Linked DNA regions of Sus scrofa: all the other regions are linked to region 1. The links are chromatin contacts, called in public Hi-C and HiChIP or PLAC-seq maps. All regions are on one chromosome and are shown on one strand. The core of a region is the stretch at or near the end of the contact, and the rest is flanking DNA. Distances in the headings are between cores, read along the strand shown.

Region 1 (2,863 bases), core at 156-2,655:
CTCGTTTCTGGCACATGGAGCACACGTGGACATTTCTCCGTGCACCCCAGCCCATCTGCCAAAATTAAAGTCATCAGAGAACTAGAAGACTCGCCCACACGCACAGCCAAAGTGGCGCTGAACATCTAAGAAAGACACGGAGGGTTCAGCCAGCATCCCTCAGTCTCACCGTCAAGAAGAAAGGGAGCTTATTTTCCACCCTAACTGGTAATGATTGCTTTCCCCAAAATTACCCCCCAAAAAGGAACCAGACCTCTCTCACATACACCTGCACATGCACACGCTCAGATCTGTGTTCCAGGAGAGCGCGTCCAGCTGGAGGCAGCCGGGCACCCGCAGCTGGGAGTCTAGACCCAGGCTGGTCGGGGTGGCCCGCGCAGGTCCCAGCACCTGCCCGCCTGGGAAACGACTGAGGCGGGAAAAGGTGAAACTGCAGACTCCAATTTAAGAAATCTGACCTTTTGTCCCTCAAATAATTGGGGAGCAAGATATGACTTTTTTCCTGAGTATATTTATGGTATTTTTCCATTTGAGAAAGCATCCGCCAAGGCAAAAGGAACAATGCTAAGAAGCGCGATTTCCATTTTCAAAGGGAAGGGGAGGCCCTTTTGGAGGGACCACGCCCACATCTGTAAATAGCCAACCTTGGAAGGAACTCGAAGGAAAGCAACGTGTGTGCCTATGTGTGGGGGGAACCTCAGCGGCTAGAGCCTCCCCACCCCTCGTGGCGGCAGGAAACCATCCGCCGGGTGAGGGCTGCAGACCCAGCGGGCGCCCAGGCGGCAAGAGATGCTCCTGGGGTTCCAGGCAAGACCCCCGCGGGCGCACAGACACACACGTTACATACCTTTGTTTCACTGTGTTTATTTCCACTGCAGAAGAGGGACAAGCAGAGGCTGGGGACAGAGTGGAAGGGACGCTTGCTTTACTCTGAGTCTCTTTGTGCCTTTTGAGTTTTGAACTTGAAGTCATTTGCGTACCTGTGTCCTTCGGGGGAACTGTCTCCTAAGAGATTCTGGCACCACTTCCTGACCCAGCAAGAACCCACTCTCCTTCTGGAATACGGGATGCCCTCCCCTTCCCCCCAACCCCAGCACCCCCCACACACACACACACACACAGCACACACAACACAGCATACACACCCTCCCCAACACCCACGGCACACACACACACACACACACACCACACGCACCCCACGCACACACCCTACACACACACAGGAAACACACACACACAGACACGTGTGCGTGCACACCTCCCACAGCATCTCTGAACCCAGGTGCCAGGCAGGGCTCAGCTTGCAAAGCAGGTCAAAGTCGGGTCGGGATGCTGCCTTGGACCCTATAGAAAGGGCCTTGACATCTAAACCTCCGGGATTCAGCGCCATCTAGAGGCTTTCTGCTGCACTGTTTCCCAGCTTGGCGACAGAAAGGCGACCCCAGCTCCTGGCATCGTGAAGGGTGGGGGCCTGAGAAGCCCAAGAAAGGCGCCACGTTGCTGAGGACTCGGGCTGGGGCCGGCCCTGGGGTTTTGTGGTTCCACCCTTCTATGTATTCCACTCCCTCTTCTCACATACACACACACACGCGCGCGCGCGCGCGTATTTAATTTTTTTCCAATTAAGTAAAACATTCGGAAAAATGCCAAAGGTCCTTAGTCATCAAAAAATGTAACCCAGGACTTCCCATTGTGGCTCAGCAGGTTACAAACCCAACTAGTTTCCACGAGGATGCAGGTTCAATCGCTGGCCTCCCTCAGTCAGTTAAAGATCCAGCGTTGCCTTGAGGTTGCAGACGTGGCTTGGATCCTGCGTTGCTGTGGCTGTGGTGTAGGCTGGCAGCTGCAGCTCTGATTCCCCCACTAGCCTGGGTACTTCCATATACCGTGGGTGCAGCCCTAAAAAAAAAGACAAAGAAAAGAAGAAAGAAAGAGAAAGTGCAACCTAAAATCCCACACAGCTGCCCAAATGCCCATGTGAGGAATACCAAGCATTGGTGAGGCTGTGGACCCCTGCAGTGGGCACAAACTGGTTCACGACTGGGAGAAACGGGCGCTCATCTATGGCAGCTGAGCACAGGCAACACTCGGCACCTCAGTCCGACCCCCAGTGTACACCCAACACAAACGTGGGTACACGGACCCGCTGCCCCCCACCCAGGTGGATGAAATAAGGGCCCAGAGGACCTCAGCCCCCTCACCGGGCCGTCTCCCCGTGCGGGAAAGTCCAGGTGCAGTGGTGTCACGGGTGTGGCCGGCCCCTCCATCTGCCCTCTCTCCAACCTCTCTCTAGTAGCAGGTCTCCACCAGGGATGGCTTGGCCCCCAGGGACACTGGGCAATGTCTGGAGACATTCTCCGTTGTCCCCAGGCACACTGGGGAGGAGGTGCCTGCTGGCATCTAGAAGCCCGGGCCAGGAACGCTGGCCAAGGCGCCGTCATCCCCTACCCCCCACCCCCACCCAGAAGGCTCATGGGCCAAAACGTCAATAGATGAGGTTGAAAAATACTGCCTTAAATGCCCAAGTGTGGAGCCTGCCTTTAAAGAAATGGACGTTCTAGGAGTTCCCACTGAGGTGCAGAGGCTTAAGAAGGCAACTGCAGGGGCCTGGGTCATGGCAAAGGCGCAGGTTCTACTCCCCGGCCCGGGGCAGTGGGTTAAAAGGATCCGGCATTGATGCAGCTGTGGCTTGGAGCCAATCCCTGGCCAAAGACTTTCTATATGCCTCGGGTGCAGCCGTGAAAATATTGAAAAATAATGAACGAGAAATGGACGTTCTAGCTCAAGTTTTAGAATAAAAAAAATTCTAAGTCGAATTCAGCAGAACAGTGTTGTAATGTAAATATATCCAGCCTGTATTAAA
Region 2 (3,093 bases), core at 44-2,543, 250 kb before region 1:
CAGGGTTGGCAGTTTCATGTGGTTCAACTCAAAGAGTTATGGGACATTAAAAGTCCCTTGTCAACCTTTGGCGTGGTAAAGAACAGAACTTAAGTATAAAAATTTTGTAATTTGGCTTTTTCTCTCTCCAATAATAAAGTATTTTGTTTATATAAACTCCTCCTCGTAAGGGTCCTCATGCTTTGTCCCCATCCCAACATGGAGTGGGGGTGCTGGGGCCAGAGCCTCTGGCCACTCAGCAGTTCTGTCGCTCAGCGTCACATCTCCCTGGAACTGGTCATACCCATCGCCTGGTAAATCGGGATCAGGCTGGAGCCAAATGTGAGCCCTTCCTGAGGGAATTCCCCAAAAGTGTTTCTTAAAGCAAAAAATTCTTTCCAGGAGAGATTAGAGTAGAAAGCTGCAGGCAGCTTGTCTTTGCTCAAAGTTTGGCAGAGGTAGATTTTAGGATGTTTCTATTAAGAACATGAGGATGTGGAGTTCAGGAACTTTTGTAATTGAGGCCAGGACTCCTAGAGCGCTGACGTTGCCAAGGTGACTTGCCAAAGACAAAGGCGATGGCCCCAGGACACCTGTGCTCACATTCATTCTTGGGCCTCCTTTTCACGCTCCAAAATCTGAGGATTCCAAAAACTAGGTGGATTATATCATTGGCGTCCTGGCACCCACTGGCCACAGGCTAATGGTGCAGGCCTCTTCCCCACTTTGCCTCAGTGAGGTGTTGGTAGCTTGAACTTGGTCGGAATGAGTATTTACACCATGGAAACTGGCAAACACTCCAACTCGGGGCTCCCCCACCCCCAACCCTTCTCAGGGAGCTGGTTTTACCAGCTCACCACTGGTCATCAATGTTAGAAATTAAAACAAACTTTAAAATATGGCTCCTTTTTAAAATAACATGTCCACATTCACATTTTTCGGAGAAATAATTTTTCCCCCAAAGTGAGAATGGCATTGTTTCACATGTTTTCAAATCTCTGATGTCTGGTTTAATAGCAAAGAGCTGGATTCTGATACTGGCTTCTGCATCAGTCTGTTGTGATACATTTTGAGGGAAATGAGGCCTCACACAGATCTGTGATTGGAAGAGGGAGGAGTGTTTATGAGCTGATAATGGCATATTGTTTTATAGTACACCTAAACCGACAAATGATAGTTTCTTAAAGGTTAATTGCTGTTAGAATATGAAACCGTATCAATAAACTTGCCTATGATTGCAATAAATTACGTTGATCCGTCTTGCACTTTGAGTGGATCTTTTACCCGTGTGTGATTTTGTAACACGCATTAGTCATCGGAAAATATTGCTTCAAAATGTTGACCCATTTCAACATACACTATCAAACTATCACAGTAGTTACTACCACCACTAATTTCACCAGAAAAAATCCCTGAGAAGCTATCAAGCTCACAGTGGCAGATGCAAGTTTTCAAAAAATTCAAAATTTCACTTGAAAGCTCAAATTTTATCATGGGCAACAGATATTCTAAGGGTTTTTTGTTTGGTTGGTTTTTGGGTTTTGGTTTTTTTTGCTTTTTAAGGCCACACCCGTGGCATATGGAGGTTTCCAGGCTAGGAGTGCAGTCAGAGCTACAGCTGCTGACCTATACACAGCCACAGCAACATTAGAACTGAGCTGTGTCTGCAACCTACACCACAGCTCACAGCAATGCCAGATCCTTAACCCACTGAGCCAGGCCAGAAATCGAACTGACAACCTTGCGGCTCCTAGTCGGATTCGCTTTTGCTGCACCATGACAGGAACTCCATTTTTTTTTTTAAATACCTTTTCCAAAAGGTATTTCATTTACTTTTTGAAATACCTGTCAAATACACAAGTCTGAATAAATGTAATTCATCAGTTCTTTCAAATACAAATGGTGCTTATGAATGAGGTGGTTAGTTTAGCTTGCAACTCAAACACACCACTGCATTTTCCGGGACAACCAGTCTACTTCAGTAGCACTAGAACTGTGTACCTTCCATATTATTACCCAGAAATGAAAAAGATGTGTATTTACTTATTAAGAAACTTAATTTTTACTACTTCCTCAGGGATAGTTTTAAAGAAAACTGGTATTTTTTTCCCCTGCGAGTACCTGGCAAAAAATGCATTATGATCCAGTGCAGTTTTACCCGCCTTTGATTTTGCACCATCAGTGCAGACATCAACAAAGTTTAAAAAGCAAATATTTAATTGTTATAAAAATATTTTGACATTGAGGATACCCCCTGAAAGGGTGTTGTCTTTGGACTTCACTTTGAGGACTGTTCTAGAAATCAGAGACTCTCACCAAGAACAACAGGAGTCGAAGCGGGGCAGGGAGGTGGGAAGATAAACATTTTCCCTTTGTCTCACTAATCCAGTGTCTGTATTTCCAATATTACCCTTTCAGAGCCAGTTGAGAGGAAGCACTTTTTATTTAAAGCAAAAAAATAATTCTCCAAATACCATATGCTGTAACCTATGTGGTGTCTGAAGAATAATACAATCTAATGTATATGCAAGACAGAAACAGACTTTCAGATAGAGAATACAAACTTGCGGTTGGGGGAGGGGTAAAGGGGGGGTTACAAGGGGAGGGGTATGGGGTTAACAGATACACTCTACCATACATAAAACAGAGAGGCAACAAGGATATGCTGTATAGCACAGGGAATTGTACTCATTATCTTATAATAACCTAGAGTGGAATATAATCTGCAAATATACTGGATTACTACGCTGTACATCTGAAACTAACACAATATTATAAATCAACGACACTTTTAAAAAAGTAATGAGGAGTTCCTGTTGTGGTTCAGTGGTAACAATCCCAACTAGTATCCATGAGGATGTGGGTTCGATCCTTGGCCTCGATCAGTGGGTTAAGGATCTGGCGTTACAGTGAACTGTGGTATAGGTCACAGACGCTGCCCAGATCCTGTGTTGCTGTGGCTGTGGCGCAGGCCAGCAACTGTAGCTCCGATTTGACCCCTAGTCTGGGAACTTCCCCTAGTCGCCCTAAAAAGACAAAAATAAATAAATAAATAAATAAAAATTTAAAAATTTATAAAATAATAAAGAAGTCTGCCATAAAAAAAGGAGAGGT
Region 3 (3,266 bases), core at 335-2,834, 160 kb before region 1:
CATCACCACCAGTTTCTTCCTCTTTCTTGGTGGCAATCTACCGCCTCCTTCAACTAGTGCATGGAAAATTACATGGTCAGTGCCACACGCAGGGCTGGAAGAGCACACAGCCCACAGGGGTTGCACGTGACCCAGGCTTTCATCATTTATTTAAAAAGTCTGTGGGCGAGAAGGGAGGAAGAATTGTGAGGCCCCGAAGCAGCTGACTCACTTCGGAGAGGAGTGACAAGTCTGTTTCTGAACAGATCGGTTGACAGGACAGTGGCCACTGCTGCTCTTGGTTCATTCCTGCAGGTTCATACTGACTCCCTCTCTTCAGCCGTAGGACTGAGCGCCCACGGGGATTGGCTGTGGGCACTAGGGAAATGAGTTTGGGGCTTTGCTTCTCTGCTTCCAAAGAAAGCAAAGCCCCAAACTCACTCTGACCTTAGAGCTTCCATCCAATGGGGGTCAGGGAGGCACATGCTAAGAAAACCCTATCACCTGGTGGTGCGCTCTGAGATAAAGCAAGCTGGGACTGTTCACAGTAGCCAAGACATGGAAGCAATCGAAGTGTCCATTGACAGAGGACTGGATAAAGATGTGGCACATATGCACAATGGAATATTACTCGGTCGTCACATAGAATGAAATACGCCATTCGCAGCGACACGGATGGACCGAGACAGTATCACACTACGTGAAATAAGTCAGAGGAAGTCAAATATCATAAGAGACCACCTATATGTGGAATCTAAAAAATAATACCGATGAAGTTATTTATAAAACAGAAATAGACCCACATAGAAAACCAAGCTTACGGTTACCAGAGGGGGAAAAGGGGAGGATACTTGGAAGTTTGGGATGAACAGATACATACTACTCTATATATGACAGAGAACTGATGAGAACCTACTGCGTAGCTCAGGGAGCTATACTCGATATCTCATAATAACCTGTAATGACGAAGTATATATATATATACACACACAGAGGCATATATAAAACCCAATCGCTTTGCTGCACACCAGAAACTAACCCAACATCGTGAATCAACTATACTTCGAAAAAACCAGTGCTGGGGAGAAGGGGTTGGGGTAGGGGCTGCAACTGGGGGGTGGGGGACGAAGGTGGCCTTAGAGCAAAGAGCTTAATGAGGTGCAGAGGAGCCAGGGGTTGTCCAGGAAGAGGGGTCCCTTCAGGTAGAGGGAGCAAGAGGCCAGCTCATCCATGAGTGATGTGGAGCCACTGCTTTGTGGGAAGGAAGCAAGGACTTGCTTCCCTCCAGGCTCCCTCGGTGCAGAGCTGGCTGAGGGGAGCGGGCAGCTGGGGGACCAGAGAGGAGAGTGGCAGGATGGCGGGGGCACAAGGGGGTGGAGAGGGGAGTGGGGTCGCGCTGGGTGTGGGTAGGGGTGTGATATATGATGGGCAGAGAGACCGCAGTGACCCCTGCAGACCCTGCCTCCTCCCCCTCAGCCCTGGACCATGTCCAGACCTGGGAGTCTCAGCAGGAAGTCTCCCGGGGGTGGCAGAGTCCCCATCTGTGTCTGTGACCCGTGCTGACAGGCGCCCAGAGCGGTCGGTGGCCATGTGATTCCCGGCAGCCGCGATGAGGTCACGATCTCTGTTTACTAACAGGAAAGAACACTTGGATGCAGGAGTCAACGAGCTGAAAGCAGGGGCCGTGGGTCACACGTTTGCCTCTGCCCTGAGGCCACCCTGAACCGGCTGACCCTGGAAGAGGGATGAGCCCGGACCACAACATGTAAACTGATTCCCGTTTGTGCTAAAGATGGGCTGTTTTTTGAGATCATGATTAGAAATGAGTAAAAGCTAAGTTTCAAGGTCTTTGGGGTTTTATCATGCAGGGCTTATTAATTAATAACATTGGCAGCAACCTGGATGCAACTAGAGAGCCTCAGACTAAGTGAAGTAAGTCAGAAAGAGAAAGACAAATACCATATGATATCACTTATACATGGAATCTAATATATGGCAGAAAGAAACTTATCTACAAAACAGAGACAAACCCACAGCCACGGAGAACAGACTTGTGGTTGCCAAGGCGCAGGGGGGAGAGAGTGGGCTGGACAGAGAGTTTGGGGTTAGTAGATGCAAACTATTCCATTTAGAATGGATAAGCCATGAGGTCCTGCTGTACTGCATGGGGAACTCTATCCAGTCTCTTAGGATAGAACATGATGGAAGATAATATGAGAAAAAGAAGAGTATGGCTGAGTCACTATGCTACAGAGCAGAAACTGGCATGACATTGTAAATCAACCATACTTTAATTTCTAAAAATGTAAAATAATAAAATAAAAGAGAAAATAGAGCAGTTCAACATGGAGAAAAGTTTCCCTCCTTATTCCCAGGACTTGCAAGTATTTTTTTTTCTTTTTTTAAATTGCAGTATGGTTGATTTACAATGTGGTGTTAATTTCTGTTGTACAGTAAAGTCATTCATATATACATGAATTTTATATATAGTCATATATTTATTGTATATATTATATATTTTTTATATAAGAATATTTATATATTCTTTTCCATTATGATTTATCCTAGGTTATTGGATATAGTTCTCTGTGCTATCCAGAAGGACCTTGTTGTGCAAGTATTTCTTTTAAACAAGTAACGTATTGATCCTCTGAAATGAAGAGGCAATTAAGCTCCAACCTCAAATGCAAAGCCGTCCAAAGCAAATATCCCAGCAGGTGCTACCTCAGTTAACCTGGGCGATGATTAACCTGGGTTTTGCACCTATTCCTTGAACCGTTTTCCAATTAACAGAATACAATTTGATATCGTGTTTCTGAAAATGCTGTTCTTCTGAGCTGAAGGACTTTCAGGCGTGACTCATGTGAAAATGAGGGCGAGAAGTTTGCCCAGTAAAACCTAGGAGAGCACCTGGGATGCTCTGAGTTGCCGTGAGGTGGGGGGAGGAGGGGATGTTAACCAGCGCTGCCACAAGCCCGGCAGCTGGTGTGGCTGGAGTGAATGGTCCCCCTCCCCTAAGCTACGTCTCCATCCTCATCCTTGACCTTGGAAACATGACCTTCTTTGGAAAAGGGCATTTGCAGACATGATTCAGTTCATGACATCCAAGTGCAGTCACCTCAGGTCTGGGGTGGGCCCTAAATCCAACAACAAGCATCCTTGTAAGAGACAGAAGAAGACAGAGATGAAGGCAGAGACTGGAGTGATGCGGCCACAAGCCAAGGGACCCCTGGAGCCACAAAAAGCCAAAGGAGGCAGGAAGGGTTCTCCCTAGAACCTTCAGAGGG
Region 4 (2,836 bases), core at 171-2,670, 230 kb before region 1:
ACTCAGATCTCCCTTACAAAGGTCAGGCTGGAAGGGTTGTTACTGGGAATTTGGTCAAGTTTTCACTCCAATGAATGAGACCTTGAGGTCTAAAGGGGGTGGGGGGGTGCAAAGGTCTCATGATTCAGCAAGCAAGCTACAAAACTGGGATGAAAGCCCACAGTTTCTAAGTCCAAAGCCTTCCTCACATCTTTCTTTTCTTATTTAAATAATTTTGGGAGTTCCCTGGTGGCTCATCAGGTTGAGGACCTGGCCTTGTCATGGCTATGGCTCAGGTTGCTGCTGTGGTGTGGGTTCGATTCCTGGCTGGCGAACTTCTGAACTTCTGCATGCCGTGAGTGCAGCCAAAATAATAATAATAATAATAAGTATTTTTGATTTTATGCCATCGATCACAAAGTGAGCTGCATAAAAGTAGTGATCTATTTTGCCTTCTTTTCACTGCACCTGGTGTCTATAACAGCATCGATGACAGAGATGCTCTACTTCTTGAACAAAGTCCTCATGAGAAAAAGGGGAGAAAGTGGTTCAATTTCATCCCGCAAGAGAGTCTTGATGCTGTTCCTCCCCGTGGCTCCCTCGCAGGTTTGGGCCCAGATGGAGAGGGTGGCTGGATGCCCAAACATCAGCCAGGACCCAAGGCCAAGAGGAAACTCACATCACCAGGCCTCTTCCTTATACTTGACGAAAATGGTAACCAAGCGATAGTCCGGTTCCTTGACAGATCCTCTCCTCGTAAAGCGGTAAGATGGAAACACGGGGAATTCTGCCTGTCTCATCCCTTGTGACTCTGGAAGGCCAACTATTCTGACTTTCAGTTTCACTCACTGTAAACACACAGCTCCTTTGGAATGGAGAAAAGTTGTTCTCAGCCCTTAACACGGCATTTATCAACTCATGTATTGTTTATTCTTGTGCAATTAGCAATCACATTTCTGGAAAAAAAAAAAGGACTTTCGGGATTGAATAAGCCTATTGGTGTCATTTTCCTAGCAGTGATTCTGCTTCCTTCTGCCTGCTCTTATTTCATACCAAACTGGTTTACGGGACGTTTGGGTAAACAAGGCTCTTATGAGTAATTAGTATCCAATTAGGCTAAGTTTCATGTCTGTGTGAGCCAAGCCCTCTTTTTCCAACCTCTGGGAGGGATCAAGTATGTCAGGCCTCTGTTTACAGAGCAAGGCCCATGGCTGACTGCCCCCGAGGCTCTTTAAAGGTTGTTGTTGGTAGCTGGACCTCTAGATTAAGCTACTACATATTTTTGTTGGCTTTTGCTCCTGGGGAAAGGGCAAGACTGGTCGCCCAGTGATTTAGGTCCTTTTCTCCGTGTTCCTCTTGCAAAATGTTCCAGGGTCCACCAGCATCCCCATCAAGAAGCTTCTTCCTGACACAGAGGGAAGGTTCACAACACCGCCCTCTGGGCAAAACTCTGCCCTTCCTACCATGGGCCGATTTCAAATGCAGAATCTGGTGTGAGAGCTTTTCTGCTGAAAGCTTTGATGCCTGATCTCTTTTTCCCAACTTTGTGTTACGAACATGTTCGAATACGCAGACAAGACCAAAGAAGAAAAGGGTGAACATTCTCACAGCCACCAATTAGATTCAAAAGTTCAACTCGCCAGTTGTCAAAGTTGTGCGGAACCATTTGAGTATTTGAAATGGCAGATATTTCTGCATGTTTATCTTAAAAATAAGGACTATCTTAAATCCAACCAAAGTAATAGTGGGACAAATACTTTATCATTTCATTTACATTATCGAAGTAGTTGGAGTCATATTGCTCTTATTTTCTATTATCATGTTAAAAGCTATAGTATCTGTAGTGATGCCTCCATTTCATTCCTGAAGTGGTAATTTGTGTCTTCTCTCTTTTTTTTCTGAGTAAGTCTAGTTGAAGTTTTATGAATTTCATTATTTTTTTAATCTGTAAGAAGAAATTTGAATAAATATTTATTAAATTCAATTCTTTCATGAAATTAATAAGTAAGAATAGGTGTATTTCATGGCACAAAAATCTGGTTATCACATACATTTAAGTGAAACAAATAGTTTACAAAGCACATGTTCAATATTTGTTTTAGGAAAAAATATAAATTTAAGCATTGAAAAAAATTCCTGGAAGAATACATACCGAAGTATCACGTAATTTTCTCTACATATTAGAATCATGCTTGGGTTTTTTCTTGCTTGTTAAAAATAACATTTAAAACATCAGAAATACTGTATTTCCACTGAGTAATTTTTTTTTTCAAAGATGAGACGTGGTTTTCGCTCATGTGGTTATTTATTGTTTTTTTATTTCATTGATTTCTACTTTTATGTTTATTTCCTATTTTTGTATTTATTTTTCTTTTTTCCTTCTCCTGCATTTTAAGATGGAAGCTTAATTCTCTTTTTTTTTTTTTTTTTCTTTTTAGGGCCACACCTGAGGCATATGAAGTTCCCAGGCTAGGAGTCGACTTGGAGCCTACCCCACAGCCACAGCAACATGGGATCCAAGCCCTGTCTGTGATCTACACCACAGCTCCTTAACCCACTGAGAGAGGACAGGGATGGAACCCACATCCTTATAGATCCTAGTCAGGTTCGTTAATGGCTGAGCCACGAAAGGAAGTCCTTAATTCATTTTTTAAAGCTATATCTTACAAATTTTGCTATGTTGTATTTTAATTCTTATTTAGTTCAAATATTCCTAATCTCTCTTGTGGTTTCTGCTTTGACCCCTGGGTTATTTTAGAAGTATGCTGTTTAATTTCCAAATATTTGAAGGTTTTCCAGATATTCTTCTGTTGCTGATTTGTTTTTCTTTTTTCTTTTGCTTTTTAAGGCTGCACTT
Region 5 (3,023 bases), core at 99-2,598, 190 kb before region 1:
GCATGCTAGGAAAAGACTGCTCTGGTGCTCCAGGGATGGGGTTGGGAAGCCGAGGGCCGTCCCTTGCTCTGGAATGGAGAACAGCCAGCCGGAGCTTGACCTGAACTTTTGCAAACTCTGTTGATTGTAAAAAACCAGAAGACAGGAGGCCGGCAGGGGCAGCCCAGGCGAAGCTTCAAGTGAGAGCCTCCAGATCTCCTTCTGCAGATAAACACAGGGCTGTGAAGAACAGAAAGCAAAGCAATGTGCTCAGGAGGGCTGGGGGTGGTTTTAGATGGGTGGTGAAGCTACAGCCAAGCTGAGACCTCAGAGAGCAAAAACAGGAGGAAAGCTTCGGGTGAGGGTGAAGCATCTGTGCAAAGGCCCTGAGTCCGGAAGTATGCATGACGAGCTGAGGGAGGGCGGCATGTGCCGGGGGCAGAGTTTACAGATGTGGGCAGCACCCCCAGAGTATCCTAGGAGAAGAGGTGGCAGAAATCTCCGCCACTCTGTACACCAACGCCAAACAGACACGCAGGGACAGAGTTGGAGGAAACCGAAAAAGTAGCTTTAACTGCCAGGCAAAGAGGGGGCACAGCAGGCGAGTGCCTCAAGGACTGTGCCCCCCCACACCTTGGAGGGGGCAGTGAGGAGTCTGATAGTGTTTGGGAGCAGGGCGTGGTCAGCTCATGGACTCTTTCCTGATTGGCTGGTGGTGAGGTCATTGGGCGTCCACGTCATCAACCTTCTGGTTCCAGTGGGTCTGGGGTCTAGGTGCTTGTGGGCAGCACACAGTTAACTTCTTCCACCTGGTGGGTGCTTCAGCACCTGCCAGATAGCCCCAAGGACACAGCTCAGAATATTATCTATGGTCCTTGAAGAAGAACCAAAGGTCCTTGACTTTGTTGAATGGCTAAGTTATTATTGCTGTTTCTTTTTTCTCTGTTTTTGTTGTTGTTGTTGTTGTTGTTGTTTTTTGTTGTTGTTTTTTTGGGTTTTTTTTTTTTTTTGCTTCTCTGATTAAATTGGTTCTGTGACTAAAGTTTTTTATAAAAAGGCAGGTGGAGGACATGAGTGGGGCTCCACTCTGGGGAGGCCTCGCGGGGTCCTGCTCGGTAACAAGGAGGAGGGCGAAGACGCCACCTGTTCTCTGAGGTCCCTCTGTTGTCACCTGCAGCCCCAAGCCACCCAGGGGGCCAGTGGAGGAGATGTCTGATTCAACAGCCAAAGAACTGGCCTCCTGTCCCCCTTACCACGGCTGAGGGGGACACTTACCTTCTCTGCTGGTCCCTCCTCCACCTTAAACATTCCAAGCCATTATCCACACACTGCCCACAGCTTATCGTAGTCTCAACAAAGAGGGCAAAGCCAGGACACTGGCCACGCCCTCCACCCTTCCTGTTTTTCTCTGCGGTTTATTCACATCAGTCCTTCTCACGGGAGACCCTGGCCATGTTTGGAGACATTTTTGGTTGGCACAAGTGGAGCAGGTGCCCCTGGCATCAAATGCTAAGGGAAGAGATGCTGCCAACACCCCACAGTGTACATGGCGCCCCCTAACCACAGAGAATGAGCCCATCCAAAATGTGGGTGGGTGGGTAAGAAGGAAGCCCATTTTGGGAGTTTACTAGGCAGGATTTTGTGCCAGGAAAAAAAAAAAAAAAAACCCTGGAGTTCCCCCGTGGTGCAGCGGTTAAGGATCTGGCGCTGTCACTTGTCACTGCAGTAGCTTGGGTTCAATCCCTGGCCCCCTGAAATTTTTGTGTGCCGCCTGCATGGCCAAAAAAAAAAAAAAAAAAAAGACCGATAAAAAAGCTGGCTCAGCTCCTTCCAAAATTAAATACCTCCCTCCTTTTGTCACACTCCGGTAAACAAATGAGTTTCTATTTCAGTCTGTGGGGTGGGTTTTCCGAATGTTTGACGGGTGCCTCGTGGACAGCGAAGTGCGGTTTGCTGAGCATCAGAAGGAGAAGTCCCGGAGTGGGCCAGGGCCATAGACATGGGCAGGCAGAGACCCCTGGGCTGGGGGCTGCTCAGAGCGTCCAGCAGCTGGGACACACCCCGCTAGGTCCTCCCCGTGAAAAGGACCTGGATGCAGGGCTTCAAGCTGGCAGAACTTCCTGGCACCACGGATTTCCACTTCTGGGCTCTTCTGCCTTTTATACACGGGCCCAAATTGTAAGCAGGGGTGTGTCTGAAAGCATCTTTATGTGGATATAGATAACGGCAATATCATTCCAGACCACTGTGCTATGGGCTGAACCGTGTCCCCCTCAGCTTCAGATGCTGAAGTCTTAACCCTTGGTAACTCAGAAGCTGACTGCATTTGGAGATGGGATCTTGACAAGAGATAATGAAGATAAAAGGGAGTCACATGGGCCTTAATCCAATAGGACTGGTCCCTAATATGGGGACACAAACGCACTCAGAGGGATGACCGTGGGAGGACCGGGGGTGGGGAGTGGGGGTGGGTAGGGGGAGACACCATCTACAAGCCAAGGAGAGAGGCCTCGGGAGGAACCACCGCCAGCACCTCGATCTAGACTTGCAGCCTCCGGAATTACAAGACAACAACCTTCTGCTGTTTAAGCCCCGGGTGTACAGTACTTTGTTTCGGCAGCCCGGGCTGGCTAATGCAGCAGAAATTCTTCCATGCAGGCTGCCACCCAGAGCCTCCATCTCCTTTGTGGACCCTGGCTGAGAAGCAGTTGGGTCTCTGATCACCATCAGGCAGGAGGGCCTCATTACAGAGAAGTCATTTAGCTTGGGGTATTAGTTTCTACTTGCTGCTGTAACAAACTACCGCTAACTTGGAAATTTAAAACAATGCAATATAGGCTCTGGCAAGTCTAGAGGCCAGAAATCCCCAACCCGTTTCCCTGGGCTGTGCTCTGCCCTGGGGCTACTGGGGTGCATCTCTTTCCTGGCCTTTTCCAGCATCCAGAGCTGCTTCCCTCAGGTCCTTGGTTGGTGGTCCCTTCCTCCAGCTTCAAAGTCAGTGGTGTAGCATCTTGCTTCTGCCATCACGGCCTTCTCTTCCGTGT

Evidence for each region. A called contact is a pair of places that touch in the nucleus more often than the background predicts. HiChIP or PLAC-seq counts read pairs in DNA pulled down with a chosen protein or histone mark.
Region 2: a contact with region 1 is called in an H3K27ac HiChIP or PLAC-seq map of alveolar macrophages. The contact joins two enhancer-like sites. A contact is called at or near these places in 2 of 2 datasets of contacts at active chromatin or transcription factors (alveolar macrophages and skeletal muscle).
Region 3: a contact with region 1 is called in an H3K27ac HiChIP or PLAC-seq map of alveolar macrophages. The contact joins two enhancer-like sites. A contact is called at or near these places in 6 of 47 Hi-C or Micro-C datasets (epiblast stem cells, fetal liver, liver and 3 more) and 2 of 2 datasets of contacts at active chromatin or transcription factors (alveolar macrophages and skeletal muscle).
Region 4: a Hi-C map of liver shows a contact between it and region 1, with 4 times the contacts expected there. The contact joins two enhancer-like sites. A contact is called at or near these places in 1 of 47 Hi-C or Micro-C datasets (liver) and 2 of 2 datasets of contacts at active chromatin or transcription factors (alveolar macrophages and skeletal muscle).
Region 5: a contact with region 1 is called in an H3K27ac HiChIP or PLAC-seq map of alveolar macrophages. The contact joins two enhancer-like sites. A contact is called at or near these places in 1 of 47 Hi-C or Micro-C datasets (epiblast stem cells) and 1 of 2 datasets of contacts at active chromatin or transcription factors (alveolar macrophages).

The regions. Positions count from the first base shown.
Region 1 is chr13:202,733,971-202,736,833 of Sscrofa11.1, forward strand. No RefSeq gene overlaps it. Among named protein-coding and RNA genes, the nearest start is that of PSMG1, 40 kb to the right of the region's middle. Within about 2 kb of position 1,406, at least 24 of the 83 cell types and tissues checked have an H3K27ac peak or open chromatin away from gene starts, as enhancers often do. A contact at or near this core is called in alveolar macrophages, liver and retroperitoneal adipose tissue, where this site is marked.
Region 2 is chr13:202,483,373-202,486,465 of Sscrofa11.1, forward strand. ETS2 (protein C-ets-2) reads left to right here. Exons shown (of 10, transcript XM_021070986.1): 10 at 1-162. Among named protein-coding and RNA genes, the nearest start is that of ETS2, 21 kb to the left of the region's middle. Within about 2 kb of position 1,294, at least 16 of the 83 cell types and tissues checked have an H3K27ac peak or open chromatin away from gene starts, as enhancers often do. A contact at or near this core is called in alveolar macrophages, where this site is marked.
Region 3 is chr13:202,575,402-202,578,667 of Sscrofa11.1, forward strand. No RefSeq gene overlaps it. Among named protein-coding and RNA genes, the nearest start is that of ETS2, 110 kb to the left of the region's middle. Within about 2 kb of position 1,585, at least 24 of the 83 cell types and tissues checked have an H3K27ac peak or open chromatin away from gene starts, as enhancers often do. A contact at or near this core is called in alveolar macrophages, liver and retroperitoneal adipose tissue, where this site is marked.
Region 4 is chr13:202,500,246-202,503,081 of Sscrofa11.1, forward strand. No RefSeq gene overlaps it. Among named protein-coding and RNA genes, the nearest start is that of ETS2, 37 kb to the left of the region's middle. Within about 2 kb of position 1,421, at least 13 of the 83 cell types and tissues checked have an H3K27ac peak or open chromatin away from gene starts, as enhancers often do. A contact at or near this core is called in liver, where this site is marked.
Region 5 is chr13:202,544,398-202,547,420 of Sscrofa11.1, forward strand. No RefSeq gene overlaps it. Among named protein-coding and RNA genes, the nearest start is that of ETS2, 82 kb to the left of the region's middle. Within about 2 kb of position 1,349, at least 13 of the 83 cell types and tissues checked have an H3K27ac peak or open chromatin away from gene starts, as enhancers often do. A contact at or near this core is called in alveolar macrophages, where this site is marked.